Regions from separate parts of the Pan troglodytes genome. Here region 2 is linked to region 1. A link is a contact called in public HiChIP or PLAC-seq data. All regions are on one chromosome and are shown on one strand. Each heading gives the region's core, a stretch centred on a gene start, on an enhancer-like site or on the middle of the called end of the contact. The rest is flanking DNA. Distances are from core to core; before and after follow the strand shown.

Region 1 (5,782 bases), core at 2,337-4,836:
TGCCTCAGCCTCCTGAGTAGCTGGGATTACAGGCATGTGCCACCATGCCTGGCTAACTTTGTATTTTTAGTAGAGATGGGGTTTCTCCATGTTGGTCAGGCTGGTCTCGAACTCCTGACCTCAGGTGATTTGCCCACCTCCGCCTCCCAAAGTGCTGGGATTACAGGCATGAGCCACCGCGCCCAGCCAATAAGCCTGAATTATACAAAAGATAAAAATATTTTTTTTCTTCTAATATGCTAATCTTAATTGTCAACATACTATCCTGGTGTCTAGAAAATACCTGTAAAGGAATGTGAATTACAGCAGTTCTTATCTCATTTTCTATATTACTGTGTTCTTTACACCAAAATGTACAAATACCACCTACCAAAGTTTACACCTCTCAAAATAAGGCTATGGCCATCATGCTTTAAAAGCATGGCTCTGTGTGCTTGTTCACTCTGTGTCCTCTGCCATATGCCTACACTTAAAATAACCTGGGGATATTTAAAACATTCCAAAGCCCAAGCCATACCACAGACCAATTAAATTATATGCCTGAGACACAGGCATCAATAGTTTTTGAAAGTTTCTAGGTAATTCCAACGTGCTTGCAAGTTTGAGAGCACTGTCTCAACCAACTTGTTCTCAGGCAAACTTCTGTTTATCCTTCCCTTCTCAGTTCACAGGGGATGTTTGATGCTCTCCCTCCCTAGGCCTTCTCACTATTCTTCCTGCGTATCTCTACCATAGCACGAACTAACTATGTTGTAACTGTTAACTCACGTGTCTGTTCCCCTAATCTGCTATAAGATTAAGGAGTATTTTTATTTTTGAATCTCTGAATCTAACCCTTTGCCTGGTGCATGGGAGAACCCAATAAATTCATAGAATGAATAACCTGTTCCTAAGAAAAACAAAAGCAAAAATGTAGAGTTGTGTTAATATTTAAATGCCATGGAAAAAGTAATTGCTTAGGATGTGTTTAAAATAATGTTTCCCTGGTGGGCAATGTCCCATATTTAGAAAAACATCTCATCATATTAGTGAAAATAAAACATCCCAACATTAAGAAGAAACATAAAATGTAACTTTGAATTATTACCCACACAGTTGCGTTCTTTATTGTAATAAGCACAGAAAAACGTTTTCTGTGATAAGAAATATCTAGAACAACACATCCTTTCTCAGCTCCCCTTCCATCTTTACTAGATTATGTATTACTTCCCCAATCAGTCCTTTCAGAATTTGATGATGTTACAGGAGTTCATATAACTGATTTTAAGAGTTTAAAATACTTAGTTTGCAAAATATTTTAACTAAGAGTCTCTGTTTAATGTGGTATTTATACTGTTAATATTATCACTATGATTCAGAAAATATTCACATAGTGAATTTTCCTACAATATAATTCTGGACAATAAGCCCACTCTTAAACACACTTTTTTTTTTTTAAACTGTTCAAAATATTTTGCTTTTTGTTTTACCTAATTATATTTGCAGCAATGTTTCACAGCCTACCAATATGTTGTTGTTTATCTGTTAGATTTTGATTCATGAAACCTGAAAATAAATCAGATTTAGGAACTGTTTTCCAAGATAGTGATATATTATTCATTTATCTAATTTATCTTTACACATGAAATGCCGGATTATCTCAGTAGGTACCAAATTAATTTAAGACCTTACCAAGTAGTATTCAATATGCACTCATTCTGATGCATATAAAAGACAAAAATGAGAAAAAAAGTGCAATCCTCTACCTTTAAATGCCTACACTGTCCTCAACTATTGTTGTCCAATTTTTAATTTTAGTACATTAAGTACAGCTACATTTTTTTTTTCTTTTTCAGACAGGGTCTCACTCTGTCACCCAGGCTGGAGTCCCGTGGTGTAATCATAATTCACTGTGGCCTCAACCTCCTAGGCCCAAGCCATCCTCCCACCTCAGCCTCCTGAGTAGCTGGGGCTACAGGCATGGGCCACCATGCCCGGAAAATTTATTTATTTTTTATTTTTAGTAGAAACAAGGTCTGGCTATGATGCCCAGGCTGTCTTGAACTCCCGGCCTCAAACGATCCTGTCACCTCGGCCTCCCAAAGTGCTGGAGTACCGCTAATTTAAAAGGCAGTCATTGAAACATATTTCTTGTTCTCTTTTGCATCATGGAGTTATGACTTTAAATCATAAGTACAGTATCCTTAGAAACTGACCAGCTTTATCAGAAATAAGTTCTGAATGTATTGTCAATTGTGAAAAGACAAAAGATCACAGTTCCTAATATTCAGTTCTAATGGCATGGTTCCCCAAAATGTAAAAGCTGTGACTGAGACAATTATTTCAAGAGAGCTTCAGCTGTAAATAAACACAAAACTGAATTCCTTTGCCATGCAAACAAGAGGCACACTTTCAACCAGTAACAGCTGGCTTCATATATTCATCTTTGGATGAAAAGAGCAGGGCAGTTTTAAAAGTTGACTTCTGAGAGCATCAGATTTTGGATAGTGTCCTTTCTCAGGTCCTGTTTCCTTGTCTCCTCATCCCATTTTAAAAGCCAGACACATAAACCCCGGCACTCCTTTAGCGAAGGGCTCAGTGAGGGCGTTTTTGCCACCCGTGGCCAGGGGTCATTGGGTCAGCAAAGTCAGAGGAAACCTAGAAAGGCAGAAGCCCAGGAGGTTGACGCCCTGCGGGTCCAGGGGCCAGGTGCTGGGTGTCTCTCCTTTCGTGTGCGGTTCCCAGCAGCAGGTCCTGGTGGGCGCAGACTGACCGGAGAGGTGTGGCTCGCCCCCTCCCCAGACCCCGAGGTGGCAATGAAACCTCCATCTCCTGGCTTGATTCCTTGTGCTATAAAAAATCTTCCACTGGCCCTTTGCATCTCTCGCCCTCCATCCCCCAAAGCCACTATCGGGAGGGGACAAAAATAATTTCTGAGGGGCCACGGGCACTAAAACCACAGCAGACAGAGGCTGTGTCTACCTGACGAACTGGAGAGGTAGAGTTAGCGGGGGAGGCTGGGCATCCTCGGCGGCGCCCCCTCCATCCAGCGTGAAACCCACGAGGCGCGGCGTCTCGAGTGGCGGGCGGGCAGGGGGCTGCAGGATTCACGAAGCCTCCTCCGCCGGGGACCGCCTCCTCTCGGAGTGGCCTCCCCTCCGGCGTTCCGCTTTAGTAAGACGACACTCAGGCCAAACAGCCGCCCCCGGCCAGCCCGACTAGGCTCTGGAGGGAGCGCCCCGAGGGAGTCCAGCCGGAGGCGGAGAAGGCCACTCGGCCAGAAGGTGGGGAGCCGCCGGCGTCCCCTGGCACCTCCGTCTCCACAGCAGGGGGAAAGGCCCTGATCGCCGTGGTCCACACCACCGCGTCCACCTGAGGCTCGCCTCGCTTCCTGGGTCCCTAGAGGGGTGGCGTACTCCGCTTTCTCCTGCCCCCAAGTGGCCGCACCCCTCCGCGGGACTCTTGGTTGGGTCCAGGGCGGGGCGGGCGGGCGCTCCCCGTACTGCCGCGAGCTCAGCGCGCAGCTCCCGCGGCTCGGCTGCCGCCGCGGCCAGTTGGGGCGGGTCGGGGGCGGGGTCTCAGGGGGCGGGGATTCGGGGGGCGGGTCGGGTCGGGAGGCGTGGGTGGGGGGCGGGGCGGACGCGGAGCGCTCCTCTGGCTGGCGGGGCCAAGGGGCTGAGAGGAGTGGGGCAGGCTCGGCGCCGGTAGGAAGACTCAGAGGGCTGACCAGAGAGCCCAACGCCTGGTGCTCAAGACTTTCTCCGAGGTATGAACAAGAACCAGGCGTCTGGGCCCTTTCCGCTCGCCCCATCGCTCAGCCGCCGCGCCCCGGACGCCCGCTGTGCCCCCTGCCGGCGGGGCGGCGGCGGGACTGGGTTTCGGGAGGGTTTCTGGAAGTCGCGAGTCCCAGCGAAGGCAGTGCGCCGCTCTCCGCCTCTTTCTTCGCCTTCTTCTCGCTCCCTTAGCTCTGGGTGTCGGGCGCCGGCGGTAAGGTCGCTTCTCCGTGAGTCGGAGCTCGCCCACTCTGGGACGGGCGGACGAGGCCCTAGGGCAGCTGAGCCCGGCAGCGGGGGAGGCGTGGAGCTCGGGGCGGCTTCAGCGGCGGGGGCGGGAGGCTGGTCCTGGCTGCAGACTGCGCGCCTGGGCTCCGTGCGCGGTGCCTGGTTCTCTGCATCGCGGAGGTCCCCGGATCACAGGGCTCCCTGGCGGGCCCCGGCACCCAGGTCTGTGTCGCTGTGGCTGGGCGCCGGGACTAGCACTCGAGTCCCGCGCTCCCGGGCGCTGCGCCGTGCCGCCTGTTGTGCGCGCGCAGAGGCCGGACAGCCCGGCTGCGGGAAGGGACCCGAGCGCAGGGTCTGCTCCGCGTCCCGGAAAGTGCCTAGTCTGCGGAGCCGGAGGTTGAGCTGGGGCAGATCGGCGCCAGACGGGGGCCTGGGTGAGATACGAGTTGGGGGTGCGGCCTGCAGAATTTGGGTTTCTGGAGGAGCTTGCGGCGCGCTGACGGAGCCCCAGGCGAACAGGAGCACCGGATTCGGCTCCGGGAGGGCCAGGCACTGTCAGGTATGGACAGCTGCGGTCCACCCGTGTAAGTGTAAAGTCTACAGAGATTAAAACAACACCGCGAGTCCTGGGACAGCATAACCTAATGGTGCGGGCGTTTTCTTAAAGGCACGAATAGATGGGAAAATGTCAAAATAAGCATATTTTAAAGTTGAAAGCTGGCAGATTTTCAGGCCGTGTAGTTGTGTAGCTAGTGTCCAAAGAAATATTAGCTCGTTTTCCCCCTTAACACCTTTTCATTTTAATTTTTTTAAGCAAAATCTGTTTTGCCAGTATTTCCCTCAGGAGCTGTGCATTGCTCACAGCAGGGAAGGAAAACTTCAGCAAGCGTTCTCAGGTTGCTTCTGACTTCCAGCCTGTGCTCTCCAGCATTTCTGAATGTGGAGAAAAAGTATCTCTTGCTGGATTTTCCGAGTATGATTCCCTTCTGTTCTTCTCTGGGACCGGGCAATGTTTATTTATTGGTTTTATAAGCATCTATTTAAATTTAGTTTTTGCACGAAATACTCCCTCTTGCCACAGGGTGTAGTTTGGGGTTTACAAAATGCTGTTGGAGAAAGCTGCTAGTGGCTTCATTTTCCAAGAATGTAAGTCATTTCCTTTCTGTGATTTCAGGGAGTTGATATTTCACAGCATCAAAACTTTGTGGGGAAAATTTTCCGTAATACATCTGTCATTAAAAAGGCTTGTGACTTTTGGGTTTCCTTCTTAGAGCAGTGCATGAATTTAGGTTCAGCAGTGTTAAAGGGTGAGAAGTTTTTTTTTTAGAATTTAGAGCATTATGAGACTATTGTAGAAATTTTAACAACCAGGACCTACAGGATGGAGAGTGGGGGAGGGGCGAAGACCAGAAGAGAGGCAGGAAAACAGATGCCTTTGCTGATGTCCTTTGTAGTATAAAACTTAACAGCACCACAGCACCTAATCATTTTCTCAGGTGTGGCTTTGAGAAATAAACGTTTTATGTTAAAAATGAAAATACTTCACAATATGAGACAGCTGGCATTTGAATACTTTTCCCAGTATGTTTGTAAACATTTTGGATTCATATTTCATATTAAAATGGACATTTAGTAGGATTATTAGATGAAAAGGGTCCCCCAGGGGATATCTCATATCAAATTATCTGCAGGACATCTTCTCCAGAAAGCAGACTGACTGTAATATGAACTAATTTTCCCCCCTTTGAGTTGCTTGCAAGAATCTCTGAGATCTGACACTGATGGGCTACAGTAATCAGCAG
Region 2 (5,782 bases), core at 2,295-4,794, 330 kb after region 1:
ACTGTCCTTCAAAGAGCAACTTGTACCTCTGACTGGTTGCCTTTCTTGATAATGTGTTGCCCTGGCAATACCGTTGAAATGGCCACCTCTACATTTCTGCAACCATATATGCCCTTGCAAATATTTTAGGTTTTGTGAGTCATGTGGTCTATGTTGCATTTATTCAACTCTGCCCTTGTAGCACCAAAGCAGCCAGTTAGCAAATGGGCATGGCTGTGTTCCAATACAACTTTATTTATGTACACTGAAATTTGAATTTTATATAGCTTTCACATGTCATAAAATATTATTATTCTTTTGATTTTTCAACCATTTAAAAATATAAAAACCATTCTTATCTTGGTTTTTTTTTTTGAGTACTCCATCTAGAAATCTCTTTCCCCAGATATTTGTGTGGCTAACTTCCTTACCTCCTTCTAGGCTTTCCTTACACTTCACTGTCTCAATGAGGCCCAACCTGACCATCTTGTCTAAAACTGCAACACCCATTATATCCCCACCGCTATTTGTTACCCCACTTACCTTGTTATAATTTTCCTATAGTACTTAGAACCTTCTGAATAGTAAATAATGTATTTATTTATTATTGTACTGTTTGTCTTCCCTTGCCCAATGATAAGCTCCCTGAGGTCAGGGTTGTTGTGTTTAAGCTCTCAGATGACTCCAAAATGCCTACAAGATTGCCTGGCATGTAATTGACACTCTAAACACTTTACTGAACAATTCAACAGATGAATTAATAGCCTGTCAAACCTATGATCAACCATTAGATTGGAGTTCAGGTCATTTGATAATAAAAGTTGATTTCCAGATCCTTCCACCAAAAAGACACATGCATTCTCATGTTCATTGCAGCACTGTTCACAATAGCAAAGACATGGAATCAACCTAGATGCCCATCAGAGGCTGACTGGATAAAGAAAATATGGTACATATACCCCACGGAATACTATGCAGCCATAAAAAGAACAAATATTATGTCCAAATTTGCAGCAATATGGATGCAGCTGGAGGCCATTATCCTAAGCAAATTAACACAGGAACAGACAACCAAATACCACAGGTTCTCACTTATAAGTGGGAGCTAAACACTCGGTACTTATGAAAACACACACACAAAAAAGTTGGTTTCCTTTTCTTGAAGTATACAGAGGGCTTGGTCTTCAGAAATGGAATTATGTAAGATTCACTTACTGTTGGACACTCCATTCAGAATAGGTCAAAGAACTCCTTCAAATTCAGAGAAAAAAAAAGATAACTGGGTTTTAACATAAAAAATGGATTAATATTTATTTTATACTTCTTTCCCAAAGTTTGCTTTATCCCCTGCTCAAGTATCCCCTGATACTTTAGCATTCTGCATCATCTGAATCTTCCTCCAACCTCCCCACTCCTGGTGGTGGCCAGGGCTGATGACTAGGGACAGTCTTAAGTTGCTGACAATGGGGACCCTGAAGTGGAAAGACTAGGCCAGGAGCAAACAACTTCATTTTCTGCCTTGAAAGGTCAATTTCAGAAAACAAATGGTAAGAGATGTTTTTCCTTATTTTTTTAAAGAAATTCATGGTCTGCAATTGTATTTTTCCCCCTTTTTAATTTATTATTTATATGTAAGTACTTATTATTTTCCCTTCCATGATTGGTTCATTCTTTCATTTTTTGGTTAGTATTTCATTAATTATACAACTAGCATGCACTACAATATGAGATTATAGCCATATCTTTGATCAAATTTTGTTGGAAATGAGACACTCTCGAACTGATTTTCTTGATTCACTCTATAAGCACCTTAATTGAAAAATACAGATTATCTTACAGTGCCCCCTTAAAACTAAAGCTGTATTCTAGCCTCTGTACTTCTTTTTATTATTATTATTTTTGAGATGGGGTCTTACATGTTGCCCAGGTTGGTGTGATCATGGCTCACTGCAGCCTCAACCTTGCAGGCTCAAGTGATCCTCCCACCTCAGCCTCCTGAGTAGCTGGGTCCACAGGCACACACGAGCATTCCAGGCTAATTTTTCTTTCTTTCTTTTTTTTTTTTTAGTTTTCATAGAGACAAAGTCTCACTATGTTGCCTAGGCTGGTCTCAAACTCCTGGGCTTGAACTACCCTCCCACCTCAGCCTCCCAAAGTGCTGGGACTACAGGCATGAGCCTCTGCACCTGGCCTGTACTTCTTTGTAGTACATTTTATATTTCTTGTAATTCACTTACTCTTTCTAACTCCAGATTATAAGTATTTATTTACACATCTATATTTGTCATTATACTTAAGCTTCCTGAAAATAGACTATAGTTTACTCATTTGTATGCTCCTCAGATCCTAAGTGTTTAATTAAAATCTTAATTAATGAAATGAAATGAAACATACATAGTTGGCTTACCCCCAAGAATTTCAATAGCTTCCCTTAGCTTGCCATGAGAGGCTTTTCCTTATCAGACTCCTGCCTTTGTCTATAGTCTTATCCGCTGTCATTCCCTCTCACCCTCCAGCCCCTATAAGCTCTAGTCCCTCTGGGCCATGCTGTTGCTCATTTCTTGCCTTTATACATCCTCTTCCCTCAAACTAGGTTACCCTTTTGACTGCATGGTGAATGCCTCACCATCTTCAAGCCTTAGTTTATACTTATCTGTTTATTGTTTCCCTCATTAGCCTTTTAAACTCCATGAAAATAGGGGCCTGGTCTGTCTTGTTCACTGCTCTCTCTCCACTGTCTGAAAAGCAAGTAGAGACTGGATCAGGAAAGATCTTAAATACAATAAGGAGTTTTGATTATTTCTAGGGGGTAACCAGGAACCACTAAAACATAAGCAGAGAAAGTTATGTACAGGTTTTTGCTTTAGAAAAATCTCTCTCATCGCTGTATGGAGGAATGGTTTGGAGAAGGCAGGACTGGCCCTAAGAAATCAATCAGATAATTAGAGTAAGCAAAAGTGATGAGGATCTGATCTGTGGCTGTATCAGTGGGGTCCGAAAGGAGGTGAGGGATTTGAGAGTTAGGAGAGACAGAATGGCAGGAATTGGTGACCTACTGGATGCTGTGACCGAGGGTGAGGGGGAGTGAGGGACGATCTCGGCTTCAGATTTCACTCTGGCTGAGGATATCTGGAACGATCGCATCGTATTAACAATTGTATGTTTACCTGTGGATCACTCCCAACTAGTCTGAAAGCATCTTACTATAGGGACCTTGCTTTGTAGTCTTTGTATTACCAGTGTTAGAAGAGCACCTGTTATGTAGGAGGAGTAATAAAATGAATGAATGCACTCAAAACACTAAACAGTAATTCTGTAATCCAACGGGAGGTACAGCGAATACCAAAAGCCTACATATACTATTCTCTGCATGCTATAGCAAGAAAGAAAGGAAAGTGGCTTCCCAGTGGTTTTCTGCCTATTGTACAACCAGGAAGCTGACAATAAAGTTTATTTGAGCGTCGACGTGCGCCGACGTGGCCCCGCCTCCCCAGCCGGAGCCGCGATTGGTGGGCATTTGCCGGCGGCCACCGCTTTTAAGCCACGATTGGGGAAGGCCGCCGTCATTTCGGAGCGTCTCAGCGCCTGCCCGCCCTCTCGCCGCGTCGCCGGTGCCTGCGCCTCCCGCTCCACCTCGCTTCTTCTCTCCCGGCCGAGGCCCGGGGGACCAGAGCGAGAAGCGGGGACCATGTTCCGACGCAAGTTGACGGCTCTCGACTACCACAACCCCGCCGGCTTCAACTGCAAAGGTGAGGCGGCGGCCTCGGCCCGGCCGCGTGTCCCTGACCTGGGCGGAGGTCCCAGCCTCAGTGCCCGCACCCCACCTCCCCGCCGGGACCCTCGGCGGCCTGGTTTCCGCCGGCAGCCTCCGGGCCCCTCTCCTCTGGGTCGCCACGTACCTCGGCTCTTCGCCGCCCCTTCCCGCCTTTAAAGCCCTCTCACCTACTCCTGTCTCGGCATGTTACTTTCTGCACTTGCTTAACTCCAAGCACCACGTAACTACCTTCTCTGTACATAAAAGGGAGAGCATTCGTCTTTCTCACTCACTATTCAACTCCATGGTTCCCTGGGTAATTAGGCGATACCTTGAGCACCTGCTAATTATGGGCCAGCGCGGTGCTGGATTCTGAGGAAGGTGCTGAGTAACTTGAAGACTAGTTCACTGCCTGCCAGGAGCTAAAGGGACGAGGGGTGGAAGCAATCAGAACCCACTGAGCAGTTTGAGACAGTACACAATGAAATCAGGACCGATCACAGTGGGAGGGTAAGCGCGTGTAGTAACGGGCTAGTTGTGTTATGTGGTGTTGCAAAAAAGTTAATAGCAGATGAGTGGGAGGGTTGAATTGTGAATACAAAGGTATTTGGGATTTTACAGCATTAGAATTTTAAAAAGTAATAACGTTGCTACTCACTGTAACTAAACTGCTACCCACCACTACTCGTTTCCTTTGTATAGTTGTGGCCTGTGATAGACTGGTAAGTTTGAAAGTGATCAAGTATAATTTGTGATACTCAGACCACTGTGTAATTCTCAAGACCCTATAATGGAAGCTTGAATTTGACTCACAAATTGAAAATAATTTTTAAGCAGGATGACAGTGTTTTGTTGATCGCCTGTAGAAGCATATCAAATTATAATCTATTGTTTTTCTACTTTAACAAAAAAGTATCAGTGACAATAGAGCCTTGTTCTGGATTGGAATCTTTGAGTCTCAATGTTCTTATCTGTAAAATGGGATATTACCTACCTCAAAAGAGGTATGGGGAGGATTAAACGAAACAATTATGCACTTAATGTGCAGTTAACATTCCATGACAACAGTTGTCACAGTGTCTTTTTTGTCATTTAATTTCTTTTACTTATTATTTTGTTATATATTTTACTTTATTACTTTGCTATAAATTTAACCTTGCCCTCCTTCCCCTTTCTGTCCGCAAAGGAACTGGAATATTAATATGTAACACTTAAATAGCAAAACTATGTGCCAGGCAGTGTTTTTATCCGTATTTATTTTATTTAAGAAACTTCTTAAATAAAACAACTTCTTTTAATCTTCATAACTCTATGAGGTAAGTTCTATTAGCACCCTCATTTTGTAGCTGAAGAATCTGAGGCACAGAAAATGTGGGTGATTATCCCAAGTTCACACAACCAGTAAGTATCTGGACCCAGGATTTGAACAGATCATTGTTAATCTGTACTTTCAACTCCAGAATCTGTACTTTCAACTCCCTCTTTTGGTTCAATTAACTTAGTATTTTGAAGTTAAGAAAATTCCACAAGAACATATATCTGAACATATACCTGAGAAGGAGGTATTTTATGTAGTGCTTCTAGTTATTTATGTGATATTTTTTATTGCAGATGAAACAGAATTTAGAAACTTCATCGTTTGGCTTGAAGACCAGAAAATCAGACACTACAAGATTGAAGACAGAGGGAATTTAAGAAACATCCACAGCAGCGACTGGCCCAAGTTCTTTGAAAAGGTAATGAATTAGGAAGTAAAGTAAAAATACAGAGAGTTTGTCTGAAAAATCATGAAGATGAGCTTAAAATTACTTTCTTCTTTTAAGAAAAAAATGATAATGATCAGTGTTAGGAAAGCTGGATTTCAGGGATTTTGCTTTTTTCTTAGATGTGTCTTTTGCTTTTAGAGCAAATTATTTTATGTCTTCCTACCAAGCTTTCAGTATTAGGTAGAAATAGTTTTCTCTAGAAACATGAAGTTTCTTAAATAAATAATGATGTAAACATTTCGCTTTCCCTTTATGGCCCAAATCAGAATTTTTGTTAAACACA

The links. HiChIP or PLAC-seq counts read pairs in DNA pulled down with a chosen protein or histone mark.
Region 2: an H3K4me3 HiChIP or PLAC-seq map of stem cell-derived excitatory neurons shows a contact between it and region 1, with 8 times the contacts expected there. The contact joins the promoter of RTRAF here to the promoter of FRMD6 in region 1. A contact is called at or near these places in 1 of 7 Hi-C or Micro-C datasets (stem cell-derived neural progenitor cells) and 1 of 1 datasets of contacts at active chromatin or transcription factors (stem cell-derived excitatory neurons).

The regions. Positions count from the first base shown.
Region 1 is chr15:49,663,273-49,669,054 of NHGRI_mPanTro3-v2.0_pri, forward strand. It overlaps FRMD6 (FERM domain containing 6), which reads left to right and starts at 3,587. Exons shown (of 14, transcript XM_001157785.7): 1 at 3,587-3,745.
Region 2 is chr15:49,996,409-50,002,190 of NHGRI_mPanTro3-v2.0_pri, forward strand. It overlaps RTRAF (RNA transcription, translation and transport factor), which reads left to right and starts at 3,545. Exons shown (of 8, transcript NM_001246406.1): 1 at 3,545-3,728; 2 at 5,345-5,469. The coding sequence starts at 3,668.